2 separate regions of the Mus musculus genome follow, and region 2 is linked to region 1. A link is a contact called in public Hi-C data. All regions are on one chromosome and are shown on one strand. The core of a region is the stretch at or near the end of the contact, and the rest is flanking DNA. Distances in the headings are between cores, read along the strand shown.

The links. Hi-C and Micro-C count contacts between places; a contact is called where the count stands out from the background.
Region 2: a contact with region 1 is called in a Hi-C map of cerebral cortex, with 2.2 times the contacts expected there. The contact joins two enhancer-like sites. A contact is called at or near these places in 3 of 39 promoter capture datasets (the C10 cell line, hippocampal neurons and pre-B cells), 1 of 15 datasets of contacts at CTCF or cohesin (large pre-B cells), 2 of 484 Hi-C or Micro-C datasets (B cells and cerebral cortex) and 1 of 9 other capture datasets (embryonic stem cells).

Annotation. Positions count from the first base shown.
Region 1 is chr3:53,971,213-53,977,880 of GRCm38.p6, reverse strand. No RefSeq gene overlaps it. Among named protein-coding and RNA genes, the nearest start is that of Gm31026, 50 kb to the right of the region's middle. Within about 2 kb of position 2,525, at least 36 of the 459 cell types and tissues checked have an H3K27ac peak or open chromatin away from gene starts, as enhancers often do. A contact at or near this core is called in cerebral cortex, where this site is marked.
Region 2 is chr3:53,845,911-53,852,578 of GRCm38.p6, reverse strand. No RefSeq gene overlaps it. Among named protein-coding and RNA genes, the nearest start is that of Gm24851, 5.8 kb to the right of the region's middle. Within about 2 kb of position 4,113, at least 8 of the 459 cell types and tissues checked have an H3K27ac peak or open chromatin away from gene starts, as enhancers often do. A contact at or near this core is called in cerebral cortex, where this site is marked.

The DNA of each region.
Region 1 (6,668 bases), core at 1,276-3,775:
CCAACCAGTCTTAACACCCTGAAACAACTGTCAGGACAGTGTGGTTTTCTAGAGTAGTTTCCTTGGGTTTTGTAGACATGAAGCCTCTTGAGATCTTGCTGAAATGTCATTCTGAACCAGCAAGCCATGCGCAAGTCCTGAGAGTCCAGCCAGTCACCATGGGAGGCTTGTGCAGCTAGACCGAGGGGTAGTCTCAGTAGCCGGGACCCATGACATGGGGATCAGTTGGTTTTCTCATCACTGTGACAAAATACCCAACTCCTTCATGGCCGAGTAGAGCAAGAGGCCTCAGACACACAGCTGGTTTCCTGTTTCATCTGTTGTTCTGTCAGGCCCCCTTAGCTGATGCTCTCTGGAGACACCTCCACACCACAACTGGAGATAGCGCTCACAGGAGAATTAGTTCATTCAAGTTGTCAGTGGATCAGCTGTTCTGTCATACTGTGCAAAGCAACCTGGTGCTGGGATGATTTGAATTCTGTTGGTGGCCTGTAAATGACACAGCCATTGAGATTATCATTTAGTTGGGATGCACTGGAAATAAAATGAAAACATTATTAGTAATTGTGCATATACAAGACCCAAGTCAGAATGTTCTTCTCAAACTTAGAGTATCCAGACTCTTCTACTTTGAATTATAAAATGTTGTAAGCACTCTTCAATTAGCGTCAACCAACACATGGAACCAGAAATCCTATAGATAGCTTACCAGCCACTGTGTCTGAAAGAACCAACTTGGAACACAGAACAGCATTTTTAGGAGAGAGCATCAAAATAGGAGAGACTTTTACTTTGTAAAATGCATAGTAGAGAAAAGTTACACCCACCAAAATGAGTGTAAATTTCCCATATGCCACTAACTAGGCAGTATTGCACTTTTTAAAAATTAAAGTGAATTTACTTGTTCAAATGAAAAGGACAAAGAAAGTCTTGATTAAATCTATTGGCCTTTTTTATCTGAGATTTAAAAATTACTTGTAATCTCCCATAGCAAATAATTATCTATGATTAAACAGTCTTGATATCTTCAGATTCCATCATGAATGTATGTGGTTATGTAACTAATTCCTAGTACATTTTGAAAATCACTCCTTTCAAAGGTTTTTACTTATAGATCTTTTGTTGAAAATCATATTTTCATATAATATGTTTGATTATATCACTTCCTTTCTCCCAACTCCTCCTAGATCTTCCTCACCTCCCTACCTACCCAACTTCATGTCCTCTCTCTCTCTCTCTCTCTCTCTCTCTCTCTCTCTCTCACACACACACACACACACACACACACACACACAAATAAAAAATAAAAAACAAAAAGCCCAATAAGATAAAGAGTGCCAAAAATTAAAATAAGTAAAATAAAATAAATATCCAGTGGCCTATAACAGTGATTTACCTGAAAGCTCTAATGGTACAATATTAGCAAAAATGTTCTGGGAGTAACCAACCACTTACTCATTTTTATTTATTGATCTATTTATTTATTTCCCCTTCAGGCCACTCCGTGAGATGGAGCCTATATTGAAACTGCCAGTGCGGCTGTTCTTCTTCATATGCGTTATATCCATAACTTGATTAGTTTCCTCACGGGTAGTTTGTCCAAAACGTAAGTATTTAAGACACACTGACCCAGCGCCCTGGGGCAAAATCATGAACAGCTAGAAAATAAACTACATTTTAAGAGATGGAAAAAGGTTAAAGAAACATACAGATGATTGAAATTATCTGCATAAAAAAAAACAAGGCATGATTTTACATATACAGGAAATTCATGTGAGGAATATATTTCAAAAACAGATTTTTAACCAACAGAAGCTAATATGTGCAAACATAATTAAAATGAAAATATGAAGAAGTTTGGTGTTAAATCACAAGACTCCTCCCACTACGTCTGAAAATGTCCTGAATGTAGGATTAGAAGGGTTTGGTCCTTCCAGTGTGGACGGGTACATTTAGCCGTCATTTCTAGTTCTCACACAAACATTCTAAGCAGTGGGGATTAATATTATGGTCTTGATCATAAAAAAAAAATTTTTTTTAAAAATCCTATTCAATACTGAAAGAGCCTTAAATGTGAGGTCTGATATTTTCTCATAATGACATATGGTTTTAAGAAAAATAGCACAAACTGACATTCTAGAAAAATAAAACGAGTGATTCACTTAATATTACCTCCAGGACATTATGTATTTCATGTGGCAAGTTAGTCACAGACTTGGACCTTCCTGCAAGAGTCTCTACTAATGTTCCCAAGATGTTTTTGTTTTTCTGATTTAAAAAAAGAAAAAAAAATCTAACGCACCATTGAAATTGTATCCACTTAGGAAGAACTCAGAATTATACTGCAAATCCTACCCAAAACCCTCACGCCTCACAGAACTGACAGTTGCTGAGCTGCCCCCAGCTAGAGCTGGAAACAAGCTCCCCAGTGCTGCCCACGGTGTCTGCCTTCAGCCTGTGTGATGGTCTCCAGGAACTGGGTACAGCCCCTGTAAACACATCCAGCCACATTTGGATGCGTCTCTATTTCTCAGAATGCTTTCCACTTGATTTAACACACGTCTCTCAAGCATTTGCACCTGGCCCTGGCGATGGTGGGGGATGTGCACAGAAGCCAGACACGCCCTCCCTGCTCCAGCTCACATTCAGAATAACAGACAAGAAGGTAAACATCGCAGCAACTTGAAACGTGCAAAGGTAATGCAGAAATGGAACTCCGGAGGAAGAGATGGGGAAGGAGAAGGGGCTCTGGTCCCCCTTCGTTCAGCTAGCATCTCCTTCCCCAACTGGACTGGCTTTGGATCTAGCTCTAGTTCTTAGCAGAGGAAATGACAGCTGTTGCCTTGCTGTTTTCTGGCCAAACTGAGCCTGCCAATGCCTCCACCTCCTGTTTCTCAGATAAAACTTGAATCTCCTTCATCCCCTTCTACAAACACTCTGTTCTGCTACCTCACTTAAAGCTAATTATCAAAAGGAAGGACATTCAGTTCCTCGATTAGAAGTGCATGTATATGATTACAATTGTCAACATCATAATTTTATAAGTGCAGTTGAAGATATTACTAATTTTTATGATGTTGCTGTTATAACAGTAAACTCAGCCATTTTCTCCTTAATTCTTAGTAAAACAGGGCTGATAAGTGTAGAAGAATCTTGCTTGATTGATTATTTAAAAAAAATGATTAAGCTCTATTGTTTCAATCTGTTCAAAGAGTTTGCACTTAAGCCCTGGTACCAAGCCCATCAGCTCCCTTAGGCTAGCAATGCTGATAATGGAAGTCAAGAACAGGGCCTAGGAATTCCATAAGGCATAGACAGAAGTCTTAGGAGAGTTCTTACCAATGATTTACTGTGGGAAGAACCTGCCCCAATGGGCAGGATGCTTGTGCAGAGATTGTCCAGGCCTTAGAGACTGGAATGCCATCAAAGATACATTGACTTCTGCACATTCCACATTCATAATGGATCCCATTTTATACATGGCATTTGCTTGCTTGCTTTTTAAAAAAATATATATCATATTTGAAAATGTCTTACTGATAAATAAAAGAATGTATTTTATCACAAACATTTTAAAAGTATATTTCCATCTTGGTAATTTAAATTATTGTCCATTATTATTTTTCTGTGTAAGGTACCATGGCACATGCCAGAGAACAGCTTTGTGGAATCTGTTCCCTCCTTCCACCAGAGGTGAACCACACTGCTAGACTTCTTCATCAATTGCCTTTATGAACCATGTCATCTTGCTGGCCTCGGTCCTAGCTAACTTTAACCAATGCACCACCTCTGATGAGAGCATAAGTCAGTCAACTTTACAGTGCTTGACACAGACACCTGACAATTAGCAGTAAGGGAAAATATGTAATTCTGATCATAGTTTTGGAGGTTCTGGCCATAATCAGTTGGTTCCCATGCTTTGGGGCACATCTAGATGCAATATATCATGGTAGGAAGTGGAGTAGGGCAAAGGCCATGAGCCTTACGAACATGAAGCAAAAAATTAGGGAGGGAAACATCTGGGGTCCCACTGTCTCCTTCAAGGACATGCCCTCCCCTCCCCCCGTGGCCTAATGACCTTTCTGCTCACCCCTAACTTTCAAAACTCTACCACTTCCTAATAGTCTAACCTTGGAGCTGGGCTCTGTAACATGTGGGCTTTTGGGTAGGTAGCAGCAGAGAACAAAAATCAAATGTCTTTAAATTGTTCACGTTTTAGGCAAGCATCTATCTTGATTCTGCCATGTGCAGCGTGAATGGTTCTTATTAGCTCCTCCTGTGGTCCATATCTTCACCTCTAGAATCTTTTGGTTCATGCATTAGAAACTTATCCTCCAGGTAGTACATTTTCCTCATGCTTCTGAGGACTTATTTCCTTGTGGTTGCTCTTCCTGTGGGTATTTTATTTAACAATGTTGGCTGCTGGGGATGTGGAAATCACCTTCTCCGTTGCTCTGGATATTTCTCATTTAGTCTTTCTAATGAGCCTGTGAGTTGAATCCCATATTAGACCATCTCACAACAGAAGAAGCAGAGACCATTGCTTTTAAAAATGAATGGCTACTCAACCCCCTCCCCCACCCCAGGCACAGAGAAAAAAAAGAAGCAGACTAGTAAAATCAAAGGCAGGCAAGAATGCACAGTAGCTGGGTCTTTCATATACTATGAGTGCAAATAAGACTACTTCTCTTAAAGATCTTTGAAAAAAGATAAGCTATAGTGTACTGATACTAGAGTATTTATCAGCCCTGAAAATAACTGTGTGAGTAATAAATGCAAAAATCCATGAATTTCATTGACTAGAATAAAAGAAGCCTTCAGCAGAAGTATATATATATATACACACACACATATATACAGAGTATACAGAGAGAAAGAGAGAGAGAGAAAGGGAGAGAGATGGATGCATTTCTAATGATTACAGGGCTCGCATTAAATCTCACATGTATTCCATTTTTCATTTATTGAAAACAATTACTTTTTTGGATCCTAAGTACAAGTCTCCTGTTCTCCAGTTGACTACATTGCTCAACTTAGTTCTACATTAATCTCTTTCTGGACCCTGGTATTGCTCTAGCTGAGAAGTGCTCAGCCCTGAAGAGGCAGAACTATGTATCCTCTTCCCTGTGCTGGGATTTCAGCAGTATCTTTGTTCCCATGGTTTCTGTGAGACATGTCCTCTTTGTGAAGAGGATAAAGCCAACACAACTGAGCATTTCCCTTGACTTGGTACCATCACTTCCAGGGAAGGCGGTGTCCATTTATGGTGCCTCTTACTTTGAACCTAGCAAAACTGTTAACTATTTTTTATTGTTTTTAGTTCCTTTTTGAAGACAAATTCTGTCTGTCTGTCTGTCTGTCTGTCTCTCTCTCTCTCTCTCTCTGTGTATGTGTGTGTCTGACTATGTGTGTCTGTCTGCCTCTCTCTCTCCCTCTCTCTGTGTCTGACTGTGTGTCTGCCTCTCTCTCTCTCTCTGTATGTGTGTGTCTGACTATGTGTGTCTGTCTGCCTGTCTCTCTGTCTTTCTCTGTCTGTCTTTGTCTCTCTCTGTCTCTGTCTCTCTCTCACACAAGCCTTTTCTCTTACCATGTTTTAAAATGTTACTTATTTTGTACGTGTGTTGGAGTGCATGCATGGAGATCAGAGACAGATCTTTGCCACCAGTTTCCCCTTGCCACTTTGTGTAGTGTGAGAAACACACTTAAGTCATCGGACCCACAAGCAAGCACCTCTACCTACCGTGCCCACTCACCAGCCCTGTTTTATTATGTTTCAAAGTGTGCATACATGTGTACACGCATGTGTGCCACTGTGTACATATGAAGGCAGAAGGACAACATCTCAGGATTCTGCTCTCCTTTTCTCTCTTCCTGATGGAGAGCCTCTCTTGTTTCTACTGTGCAGGGGACACTGGGCTACCTGACCCACTTGCTTCTATCCAGTGTTCTGTCTTAGCCTCTCAGTTCGCTGTAGAACCTTGGAGATTACATATGCATGTACTGAGCCTGCTCTATGTCCTGTCCTGAGTGTACCAGAGTATCTGTAGTCTGCCCTTCTGCTCCCCACTGCGTTATAAATTCTACAATTGTTTGTCACCTCACCATCTTCATTTGATGAGCCCACTCCTTGGATTCTGAGATAATTGGCTGTTGCCTTTATGAGCCGGTGCCAATCCTTCAAGGTGAATCTTCACACAAGAGACAGTGCCCTCCTTGTAAGACTGTAGGCTGCTTTGGGCTCTGAAAAGATCCCAACTTGAGGTTTATAGTGTTATTTGTAAGTTCCTGAATTTGTCTAGTGAGAGGGAAAAGTATAAAAAGCACTTGCCAGAGTCATCCATCTGTCTGTGTCCAGTGTCTGCAATAGTCTTTCTCAGACTGGCAGACTGGCTGGAGTTCTGGTGGGCACGGGGTCACCACAGTGCACCTGTGGTGGATGCAAACACAACAAAAACTCCTGTCTGTAACACGCAGTGCCCACTCAGCTTAGACGTTTAGTCATTTAGTTTGACTCTGTCTTTAGTCTTGCTTTTCCTTCTACAGTATACGGTGGCTTACATCCCCTTAACATAGAATGCTCTTGTGATCCTTTTCCTCTGCTTCAGAACTCCTCTTGGCCCTGTCTGCAGACATCGTCGGCTTTAAGGGACCACAATGCAAACATCTCA
Region 2 (6,668 bases), core at 2,864-5,363, 130 kb after region 1:
TGGGTATGGCGGACTTTTGGATAGCATTGAAAATGTAAACGAGGAAAATACCTAATTAAAAAAAAACAAAAAGAATTGATGAAGTCTCATCACCAGAGACTCGAAGTCTGAGCTGTGACTCTGTCTCAGGCTGGAAAGAGTATGCCGCATATCCTGATTTAATGTTTAAATGGATCCAGTGTTACCTGTGAGAGTCAGTATAGTGTTTATGTTTTAGAGTGGTATTTATTCATAGAGGGACTCTCTAAAATGTACCTTATCTCATTTTTCTTAGGTTATATATTTTAAATCTTTATTTTTAAGATAGTATATCCCTAGACATTAAAAATTGTAAGTAGGTTTTGAAGACATGGCATCCTTGTTGGAGAGAAAGAGAGAGAGAGAGAGAGAGAGAGAGAGAGAGAGAGAGAGAGAGAGAGAGAGAGAGAGAGAGAATATGAATATAAAATTCTGACCTGCCCTGTGTCTTCTGCTCCCCACTGTCCTTCCCAGCCCTGCATCTAAAAGAAGTCTCTTGCTGTGGGGAGCTGCTTAAGGACTTCCCAGAATGCACTTCATTTGCATCCTCTGGCTGTACACTTTATAGTCAGCTGTGTCAGGGTTGGGCTTCACAGCCTCGCCTCATCAGGTTGTCTAAATCCCTTGATATTTCTGATTTCTGTCTTTATCTTATAAATCTTTAAAAAAACTATATGTATGACTGTTTTCCTGTATGTATGTATGTAGTATGTATGTGCACCATATGCCTACCTGGTGACTGTGGAGGTCAGGAAAGTACATCAGATCCTCTGGAACTGGAGTTACAGATGGTTGTGAGCCATCATGTGTGTTCTGAGACTTAAACCCAGGTCCTCTGGAAGAGCAGCCAGTGTTCTTCACCATTTATCAATCTCTCCAGTTCCTACCCACTTTCTTTGTAAACCATAACTCTAATGTTTGTTCTGATTCAAGATAGTCTCACACACCTTCCATTGTTTTACTTGGCTTCCATATTGTATAGAAGATTTAAATTGACCTGTGAAACCACAGAGCTTGAAGAGCATTCTTGACTTAAGTGCAGTTGCCAGAGATCTTTCTAGAATCTCTCTATGTGGGAACCATTTGTTTGCAATCTCATGAGGCAACAAAATGTTCACCTACTAGGGTAACAAGTACCCCCATGTTCAAATAACTCACAACTTGGTTGAATGTATTAATATGAACTTGGGAGGGCCATGCAGTCAAGTGAATGTAAGGGTGTGTGCACAGGGATTAAAGGACCACAAAACTCAATGGAAATAGTTTGGGAAGGGCTTGAAGAAAAGGCATGTAGATAAGCATTGCTATGTAGTGAGGATGCTACTGTATCCTCAGGAATGTACACTGTCAGCTTGCATCAGAGTGCAAAGTGTCCTGCCTTTTGGGGATTGTAGGCTGGAGAACAGTGAAGGATAGCACAATGTCAAGTGCTTTTAAAAGTTAAAGTCTATCATTTATAGTTTAGATGAAAAACATATCCAACTATAGAAGTACCTCTTCTCACTATGGGGGACTGTGGTGTTTCTTATTAACACACTCCTCTTGGTGTGACCAGGTATGTGCACAAACTGTCTGATTCCTGTCCAGTTTCCTGCACTTCAGTGTTGCTTGCTGTACACAGCAGTATAGAGAAAAGGTCCGTTCAAGGGGTGTGAAGGGGCCAGAGGACGTGGAAAGCAGTTGGTGAGTTAAAGCTTGGTCTGTAGGAACAAGACTGGGTGATGTGGAACTAGTTAAATGGGTTATGTTAGAAGACATGGTGAACCGTCCTAGAGTGTAAGTACAGAGAGCGCTTCACTGTCACAGGTCCTGTATATCTGAATTTAACCAACCACAGATCATATTGCTTGAAAAAAATAAAAGCAATTACATGCACAGCTTTCCACCCTTTACTTCCCAGCCAGTGATGTCTATCACATTATTAGTGCCAAGAATCTGGACATGACTTAGAAGGTATATTGAAGAGTGGGAATGGGCTATCCACAATTATGTTCCATTTTTATATGAGGAACCTAACTCTTGGTTGGAGTCCTCTAGAGTGATCTATAGAGAAAGCAGCTAGCCAGCAGGGTGTCCACAGAGATTTTAGGCCATCACTCATAATGTAATGAGATGACACGGTGACTATGGGCCCTCACTATAACTTGAAATGTCCACCAGAAGGTTGTATGGCTGAATGCTCCATCCACAGACACTGTATGGGAAGGTGTGCAGGGTTTGAGACACGGGGACCAACTGCTAGAAGTAAGTCACTACGAGTGAGCCTTAGAAGATTAAGCCTGTTTGCTTGTAGCCTGCATGCCTTGCTTCCTGCTCTAACTACCTTAGGATGAAGTCGGCCACACACCTTTGCCAACATAGATGGAACCGCCCTTGCTGAAATCACCCACTGGAACCATGAGCCAAAATAACTCTCAAATGTTGTTTCTGTCAGACATTTTGTTGTGGCAGAGGAGAAGGTAACCAATAAATATCTCAAGGGCTGTTTGTGCCTGAAGTAGGCACACAGACATACTCCGTAGCTTAAAGGACTTGAGACTTCTGGCAGACATTAGTATCCATCCATCATGGAATCGCCCCCTCACGTGGACAGATCTGCTCAAGTGCAAGGGTCACAGGAGAATCAACAAGAGGTTTAAGTAGCTTTTATTCTTTCTTAGAAAAACTGAAGAAATTATCTTGGACTCATCACTTCTTTGAAGATAAAGATGCCCATATCCTAATGGATTTTACGGTGGTGGTGGTGGTGGTGGTGGTGGTGTGAATGACAACCTTGTGAAGGAATAGGGACAGAGAGCAAAGTGCCACAGACTCCTGCGACCTCTTGAAGAGTCCTGATCTGCCTGCTGCATGTGGCCTTAGATCTAAAATGGCTCCCAGCACACCGGTTGGCCAGAAAAAAGGAACCAAGGGCAGGGTGCAGACCACTTCTCAGTCTTAGCAGGAAGTCCTCACAGGTGATGATACCACCACCCCAACTCCACCTGAGTTACCTCATCAGGCATGGCCTTCACTGGAGCATGGGGAAGGTGTGGTGAGTTACAATTGGCCAAGGATTGAGGGATTCGAGATTGGCTCAAACATTGTATATAAGCATATGCACTGGCCAGATTCTGGTCTCCAGGCGGATTTCCCCAGGATTCATCATCTGACTGTGTCCCCTCACCCCTAATCCTCGCTCCTGTTCCCTCATGTTATCATCTCTGAAAATAGAACACAGAAAATTTCAGTATCGCTTTGAACTTAGACGCAAAAATCCACAACAAAATTAATTCAAACATATCCACCAATGTGTTCTTAAAAATCTATACTGTGACCAGGCAGGTTTTATTCTCTCTATACAAGAATGATTCAACATTTAAAAAAAATTAATTTATATAATACATAACAACAGGCCGAGCAGAAGAAAATCTGTGGTCCTAGCAATTGACACTTAGAGCATACTTGAAAATCATGCTAATGGTGATTAAAAAACCAAAACAAAACCTTTCAGACCATTGGATAGAGGGTTATTTTCTAAACTTGTTATAAAGTAACTTAAAATCCCTACAGTTGATAGTAAATTGAATAATGAGATTATAGATTAAAGACTTTATTTCTGGATTATTAAATAATCTTTATTTATTTGCTTGTTTGTTTTGGTATGGTCATCGCTCCTTCTATTCTGTATGAAGTATGAAGACTCCTAAAAATGGTGGTCACAGTGTGTTTCTTCCTGAGAGAACTACTATACACGAACACTAATACTTAATGGGCTTCTTGCAATGTGCCAAACTCTATGTTAGGTTTTCCATTCATATTTAATCATCAGAACAATCTCTGAGTTCCATACATTTTTGCCAAGTTTACACAGCTACTCAGCAGCAAAATCACACTCCGAGCTTGCATCGACACGGCACTTTGCACTCGTGGATCATCAGCCAGCTTTTCCCAGTGATACCCCCAGGAAGTTGCCTGTCCTGAGAATACAGAAAGCTCTTCCCTCCCTCCTTGTCACTCTCGTCCACAGATTTCTCCCTTACTTACTTCCTTGCCTTCGCCTACTCTGCGATACTGCCTGCCGCACACCGGAACCCATGAATACAGAGCGGGAAGTGAGAGGCTGTGATCGCTTGTGAGGTATCTTAGCTTCGTGCTTTTTATACGGAGCTGTAGCATTCAAATGAAACACTCCTCTGGACTGTTTTCCATACCATAAAGCACCCGGCAGAGGTGCAAGGACTCCACCCAACAAGTAACAGCCTCTTCATTACAAAACATCATAAGCACCCAAAATATCCTCCAAGGAGCAAACTGTAAGCCGGAAGAACCTTCTAGGGTATATAGAGGCTTCGTAGTAAATGAAAAGCTGAAGTAGCAGAGCCGATTTTAGGTCCATCTCCACTTGTTAAAGACATCTTAAAATAGAAGACATAACAAAAAAAAAAATCTGCCTCTAAAAGCTTTCTTTTGAGAAAATATGGGCAGAAAAAAAAGCTTGGGCAGAAAAAAAAAAAAAAAAGCCTTTATAAAATGAAGATCCAGCTTGCCTATCCAAATAATCACTATCTTCCTGTCTGGAGGTCCCAGGCACAAGGTAATTGCCTCTCAGTGCTACTTTGTTACCCGTGATCTGAATAAAGCACTCTCACAAGCCCCTTGGGAGCAGTCCCACCGGAGTCCTTCAGGGAGCCTCGCTCGGAACTGTAATTTGTTCCAGACACTCTGAGCAAATTACATTCTTCCTTGAGCTCTAAACTTGATAATTAGATGAGTTCATTTAAAGTTAAAAATACAGTGAAGTAGAACATTGTCCTTGTGCCAGGTGTCAACCTGGGGTGGGGACAGAATGGAGGGAGACCTCAAAGACCAAACTCAAGGTTTTGGTGCAAGCTTTGCTCTTGTGTTGGATGGGGTGTAGGTGTCAAGCTCATGTCAGTCTTGCATCTTTACCCACTGAGATGTCTCTCAGGACCAGCAACAAATACTCCTCAGTGTTCTGCTTGCTGGTAAGTCCACAACCCATCCAGATTCTAGCAGATTACATTCTGGAAGGTTCTGCGGTTTGCTGTGAGTGTCCTTCTGTGGCAGAAAGCCGAGGGGTTGAAGGGTTGAAATGTTGGTCTAATCCTCATGACTCGGCCTTGCAAGGGGTGCCATCATAGTCCTACACTACTATACCCCGCTGTGTAGCCTATTTTACCAAGGTAATAACTTCAGGTACCAGATTTCCGCCCTTTTCATTTATCCATCAAAGACATGGTTTTGCTTTGTTTAACACTACTACACTCCAGAAAATGTGGAAGAGGCACTAACATTCAAACGATAATCATAGTGGTTGTCCAAAGTAGGCCATTCATATCCCTGCTATGGTTCTCTGCAGTCTACACTGCCCACCTCCTAACGTGCAAGCATCCCCCCATCTGAATGACTAGTGAGGGAACGGGCTGCCAGCTAAGCCCATACTCTGTATTCTCAAACACAGTGGCACCATCCTTCACAGATAAGTGCTGGGCAAAGATGCAGCTGCCTTTGTTATTTGTGTCATGTAACCCCTATCGGTACTTTATGTGTGTATGAAAGGAAAAAAAAAATCTGACCTTAAAGAGCAGACAGTGTTAGAAAAGAAGTGTCTGTGCTTCTGTCTAGTGTACGTGTTTTTTAAACTTCAGAACATTAAATGAATATTTTATTTTTAACTTTCTGTTCTTACTTTGATTTAACGAAGACACTTCCAGTTTTCATTTAGTTTGAAACGAGCATTTGTTTTCATTGTTTCTGATCTGCCTGCTGGCTCAGTCCTTGTTTCACTGTCTTGGATAAACCAAACAAGCCACTGGAATGTGGGATGGTTAGCTAACAGCTGAGCCTGGCCTGCATGTCTGTCTTAGTAAGGATTTTACTGTTGTGAATAGACACCATGACCAAGGTAACTCTTATAAAGGACATTTTAATTGGGGCTGGCTTACATATTCAGAGGTTCTGTTCAAGGTGGGAGCAAGGCAGCATCCAGGCAAGCATGATGCAAAGGGAGCTGAAAGTTCTACATCTCAATCTGAAGGCTGCTAGGAGAAGACGGGCTTCCAGGTAGCTAGGATGAGAGTCTTAAAGGTCACGCTCACTGTGACACATTCAACAAGTCCACACCTACTCCCAAAGGGTCACACCTCCAAATGGCACCACTCCCTGGGCGAAGCATATTCAAACCATCACAGTGTCTATGCATTAGCCTGGCAGGAGGCCAAACAAACAGAACACAGATTTCAGATGCTATGTATGGGCAATGTGACAGCTCCAGCAGGCCAGCACGGCCCTCTGCCTCCATCTTCTGCCAAGCAGCCTCTTTTGGAGACAGGAGAAAAGAATGCTAGAGCAGAGGGCATGTGTACATGTGTGTTCTATGTGTTCAGAGTATGCAAAGATGAACAAGAAATTCAGTGACATCACGGATCTCCTCACCTCCTCAGAGGAGCCACAGAGCAGGTAAATGTCTTATGCTTGGCACAGTTGCATTGATTAGCTATTGATTTTCATGTTTCCCTTGGTGCACTGTGTGTGGCCAGGGCACATGGTTTCCATCCAGTGCCATGCTTGCACCCAGGAACAGGCACAGTATCTTGAACTGTGTGTGGTCATATCAATCCCAAACATTTCTTTTCTTTTCTCTTCTT